Linked DNA regions of Sus scrofa: region 2 is linked to region 1. The links are chromatin contacts, called in public HiChIP or PLAC-seq maps. All regions are on one chromosome and are shown on one strand. Each heading gives the region's core, a stretch centred on a gene start, on an enhancer-like site or on the middle of the called end of the contact. The rest is flanking DNA. Distances are from core to core; before and after follow the strand shown.

Region 1 (2,629 bases), core at 36-2,535:
GCTCTGCCACATCCAACCCCTTTCTCTGCCCCGCCCCCAGCGGGAGTGACTGATGCAGGAAGCAGAGGCCCCGCCAGCGGAAGAGGCCCTGGCCACGATTTCTGATGTTGTCTAGGCAACCTCGGGGGCGGGGGGGCCTCCATCCCCTCCTCTCCTCAGTCCCCAGAGTGACAGAGTGACGTGACTGAGGATAGCTGGGCCTGCGGAGTGGAGGTGAGGCAACGAGATGGGGCAGGGCCAGCCCTAGCACTCCACCAACCCCATCCGAGCCCTTGTCCCTTGCCAGGGCTCTGGAGCAAAAGAGTCAAAGTCCAGGCTAACTGGTCCAGCCAGCCTGGGAGAAAAAAATAATGATAAAGAGGGGTCCCCAAGCTCAGAACACTTTCTGAGCAGGCGGACTCTATGAAGACCCAGCCCCTCTGGGAGCAGAGTCCTCTCATATCCTCTGACACACACACACACACACACCCCACCCGGCCAAAGGGCCAGCCCACCTCTGGGAGGATGAGGTCGAACTGAGAATCCCAGCCCAGCAGGGAGGAGCCTGTCTTAGGAAAATTCCACTGTCCAGCAGAAGCTACCCTGTAGGAAGGCAGGAAGGCTGCGAAGCAAGGGCTTCTGGGGGTCTGGTAAAGAGACCCCAGCCGCTTCTGACTTTCCCTTCTGTCTTTCCACGCTCAGGCTCTGCTGTCCAGGCCCTCCCCCAGGAGAAGCTGGCTGCCTCCCCTAGGTCTGCAGGTTGTGCCCACCCTCTTGTCACTCTGACCACTGCTCTTCTCTGTCCCAGAGACCCTGCCCCCCACACCCCACTCACCTGAGGCCATGCTGCTCGAGCCCTGTGCGGTACCGGGGAGTCTGCTCGCCAGGGTCTACACCGCCGGGAAGCCAGGTGGCGAGGAAAGGGAAGAGGGCTGGGGTCCAGACCCCGCCAAGTCGCTCTAAGGACCCCTGCCCTGGCACTAAGATGGAAGGAGTAAAGCAGTCCTTCAAAATTGCCGGCAGGTGGGAGGCAGATCCCTGCCGACCTGGGCCGCGGCACCGGCCTTAGAGACCCCGGAGTCCCACCCCCGGGCCCCGCACTCGAGAGGCAGGCAGGCCACGTGCTCCCCAGAGAGCGGGACCCGGAACTCGTCTGGGTTTCTCTCCACACTTTCTGGGTATGCGGGGTCGGACTCCGGTAGCTGCACTGTGGGGGAGTCACGCAACAAGTGTGACCCCACCGAAACCTCGCCAGCGCCGGCGCGCGTCTCTGCGGCCCCGCCGGGTCCGTGGCCCCGCCCCTTTCCGACCCGCCCCCGCCAGCCGGCCCCGCCCCCGCCCTTTTTCCTCTTCCCGGAGCCACGTGGGCAGCAGCCACTCGGCATCGGCCCGGCAGCGTCTTGGGCAAGTTCTGTGCGTCAGCTTCCTCACCCGTAAAATCAGATGGGGTAATCGCGGTGCCTCATTCAAAAGGGTTATTGTGAGGATTAAACGTTAAAACACCTTTGCACGGTGCCTGGCACAAAGCCAGAGCCCAATAAAAGATAGCTCTTATTATTGTTCTGGGATTCTCTTTTAGCAGAGGCCCTAGCCGGCGTTCTTAATCTAGGTCGTCGGTTTTCTTACACAGGCAGGCGGAGCTAGGCAGGGGGGGCCCTGCAATTCTGGCTCCCTTTCCCACATTTATTTCTATATTTATTGGTTGAGAGCGTAGGTTCTGTAGCCAGAATGCCTGGGTTCAATTCCAGACTCCTTCCTGACTGCCGCTGGGATGTTATTAACTTCTCTGTGCTTTCATTTTCTCTGTAAGAAGAGTGTGAGAGACCCTGCTTTAGATGGTTGTTTTTAGGATAAATGAATAGAAGTGAAGTGCTTAGAACAGTGCTTGGCTTGTAATTACCACTAAGTTAATGATAGTTATCATGGATCTGTCCTTGGCCTTGGTCCCCTGTTGCCACTCTCACGGTTCATTCACCTTGCAGCCGGTAAAGAACTGCAGATACCTCGCCCAACCAGCACCCCTACTCACAAGTGGCAGAGGATCCTACCTAAAGGAAAGCTGGGGGCCAGTGGGGCGGCGGCTGCAGCGGGGAGAAGGCCTGATAAGGTCTCTGGACATAATTAAGCATATTAGCAGCAATTTCTCTTTTCCTGATCTCTTTGCCTCGTGGGAGCCCTTTGACCCCACACGCCCACTTGTACTAATGCTGTTTGCCCAGCTCCTCCCAGTTCTCACCACCTCCACAGCCAAATTCCCTCCCAAACTCTGCCTCCCCCACTCCTCTCCAGGCTGGATTGTGAACCCTGAACCCTGTTCTCTCCCTACATATGGTTCTGCCTCCATTGATCCCTACCTCCTGCTCCTCACCCAGAACAAACCGGAAAAGCCATGGCCTCCATAAGCAAAGGGACGGAGGGAGTTCACCCCACAAAGAAGCAATAAAACCAAAAATAGAACAAGAAGATACCATGTTTACCCATCAAATTAGCAAAGATTAAAGGAAAAAAAACGTTGCCAAGAGGGAGGAGGGAGTGGGATGGACTGGGAGTCTGGGGTTAATAGATGCAAACTATTGCCTTTGGAATGGATAAGCAATGAGATCCTGCCTCATAGCACTGGGAACTATATCTAGTCACTTGTGATGGAGCG
Region 2 (2,629 bases), core at 72-2,571, 130 kb after region 1:
TGGAGGCCTAAGAAAAAGGAGGTGCCCTCATATATTCAAACAATGAGGACAAAGGGTGGGGGCTAAGAACTCCCACCAGGACCCCCTGCCTCCCAGGTCAGCATTTCTGGGCAGAATTGGGAATCCACACTTCAATGATTCAGGCTGACATCCAGCCCCCTCCCCACCCCCTCCACAATGACTCCCACGTCTTGACCAAGGGGAAGGGCAAATGGTAAACTTCCTACTGAACTTTGGGGATCGGGAGCGACTGGAGAACACCCTTCCAATTCCTCCTTTCAGGCCTTAGCAGAGAAAAAATGGTGTCTTCCACGCCCTCCACCCCCTTCAACCACCTGACACTACCTAGAGCCCAGCCTTCTGTGTGCCCTGATCTCCTAAGTTGCAGGGAAAGATGGGGCCCTGGCCATTTCCCCCACCTCTCTGAGCCTTAGAAAGGCTGAGCCTTCTCAAGGCTGGATGCTTCCTTAGGGGAATATCCAAACAAATCACCTGCAGAAAGAAGCCCAAACTCACCGCCAAGGCCATGAATACAGGGTGCCAGGAGAAAAAACCTAAGAATCAAAGAGAACAGACTGACGGCTGGGCACCATTCTTTCTGCCCGCGTTTGGCCGGCTGGAGCCCAAAGAATCTGGCTGGAGAAGAAAAGTCACAGTGTACTATCTCCAACACTAATCAGCAATCAGGAACTCAGCACAAAGTGGAGCAACCAAGAGGGCAAACAAACCAGTTTGGCCCGAGTTCCCAATTCAGCGCCTCGCAGCAATCAGCCAAGTCCTAGAATAGATCGTGGCCTCCCTCCTTTACTTAGATCGTCCGTGAGGGGCTCCGCTTATGATGAACTAGTGAGTTTATTCCGTTCACTTCAGTCGTCTCCTCTCCTCCCGGCACCCAAAGCCCCACCCTTCCAGGACCCACCCCCAGGGCCACGCCCCACCACGCCCTTACTACCCTTCCACAGTCCGCCCCTCCACTGCTAGGGTCCCCACTCCACGCTTCTCCTAGCGCTCCCGGGCTCTGCCCCTCCAGCATCTCGGCTCCGCCCCGTCCCCTGGCCCCGCCCCCGTGCCCACTCACTGGTTCCCGGCCGGGACAGCACAGTCAGAAAGATGGTGAAGCCCAAAGCGACCAGGTGTGCCAAGATCCCACAGCCTCTCCGCAGCCAACGCGTCAGTCTCGGCTCCCTCGGCGGAGCGGGAACCAGACCTACCTCCAGGGGCTGCATGGCGGTCCCCGGCCGCCGCACCCTCCCAGCTGCCGGGGCACGTCTTCCGGGTTTGCGATCGCGGAGGCGGCCTTGGCTGCGGGAGAAGCTCCTCCCCAGGACGCCGCCGGCAATACGGCGGATGCGCCCACAGCGCCCTCTGGGGGCTGGGGGGAAAGAGCCTCGGCCCCGGAGAGCCCCGAGGGCAGAAGGCGACTGGACAGCTCCCGGCCCAGCGCTTTCCTTCAGCCAGCCTCATTTGCATTTTGATGTCTACAAGGGCTTATGGGGCTGGTGTCTCAGGCAGCCTGTGGAAATTATGTTTATGACAACTGATTTCACCCACATCACAAATCTGGTACACTGGGCCAAGCGTGTGAAACCCGTGTTTTGAGCAGTTTTCCAGAAATACTGAATTTCCCCGGTTGGCCACTGTCTCCCATCATCCCTTCTTTCGTCTTAAGGGAATAAGATTCCCCTCTGCTTAAAAGTAAGAAGACTGAAAGAATAAAGCTAGAATCTGGTGCCCTGTGCCTGGTAAATTCAGGGTTGAGGACCAAAGGCGGGCCATGCAACAGTCCTATCCCCTATCTGCGCAGTGGTTGTTGTCCCCAGTGAGACAAATGGAAAAACTAGGGCACTCCCAGCGCTGGCCGCCTCCACACCATCTGCTCAGCCCTGGGGAGCCAGGTGATCCTGAGGGACTGGGGCCTCCCACATGCCCGCTGCCTCCCACATCAAGGGAAGTTCTGTATGTGATCATACCCTTTTCCTTCCTGCCTCCAAAAAAGGTGTGGTTCGGCTTAAAGAGGTTGCGCCCCTTCCTTATGGGTAAACCCACAGGTCAGGGAGAAAAAGGGACCAAAGCAGGCCGTCCTGGGTGCAGTTACCCACTTAAGCTCCAGTGGCTGAGAAAATAAGGCTGCTAGCAAGAGGCAGGAAGAGCTGAAGAAACGTGAGGCAATAATGTGGAGACAGGATGGAGGCCTAGGGTTGCTCAAAGACCAGAGAAGAGCCACAAGCTGATGCCCACAGACCCTCAAGGCAAAGATCCAAGAGCCGGGCCAGGGGTGTGGCTCCCCTCCCCCATCCGGTCTCCTTTCCTAATGGGACTGTAGTTCCTGTGGCTGTTGCTCACTCAGAGCTGGAGCCGCACATGCCTCCTCATCCTGAGACTCCCACAGTGATTCCACCCCCAGCCATTTCCACAGTTTTAAAGGACAAAAAATGTACAAGCCTAAGAGACTTTTCTGCAGGCAAGCGATGGGAGCTGGAGCCTGGCTGCCTATCATCTCAGCCTCCTGGGGTGCGGATGGGGACAGTAAGGACACTCGTTTTGTTACATTTCTTTGCTTCCTTCTCTATGTTTGTTTTTGTATTTTCTTAGCAGCAACAGAACAGGGAGACAGTCTTGAGGTATTTTA

The links. HiChIP or PLAC-seq counts read pairs in DNA pulled down with a chosen protein or histone mark.
Region 2: an H3K27ac HiChIP or PLAC-seq map of alveolar macrophages shows a contact between it and region 1. The contact joins the promoter of LOC100624950 here to the promoter of AMPD2 in region 1. A contact is called at or near these places in 2 of 5 promoter capture datasets (fetal liver and liver), 3 of 47 Hi-C or Micro-C datasets (embryonic fibroblasts, retroperitoneal adipose tissue and skeletal muscle) and 1 of 2 datasets of contacts at active chromatin or transcription factors (alveolar macrophages).

What each region holds. Positions count from the first base shown.
Region 1 is chr4:110,503,838-110,506,466 of Sscrofa11.1, forward strand. It overlaps AMPD2 (AMP deaminase 2), which reads right to left and starts at 1,286. Exons shown (of 18, transcript XM_021090067.1): 1 at 815-1,286. The coding sequence starts at 824.
Region 2 is chr4:110,634,617-110,637,245 of Sscrofa11.1, forward strand. It overlaps LOC100624950 (cytochrome b561 domain-containing protein 1), which reads right to left and starts at 1,322. Exons shown (of 3, transcript XM_003355263.4): 1 at 1,079-1,322; 2 at 517-554. The coding sequence starts at 1,226. ATXN7L2 (ataxin-7-like protein 2) reads right to left here. Exons shown (of 11, transcript XM_021090075.1): 11 at 2,617-2,629.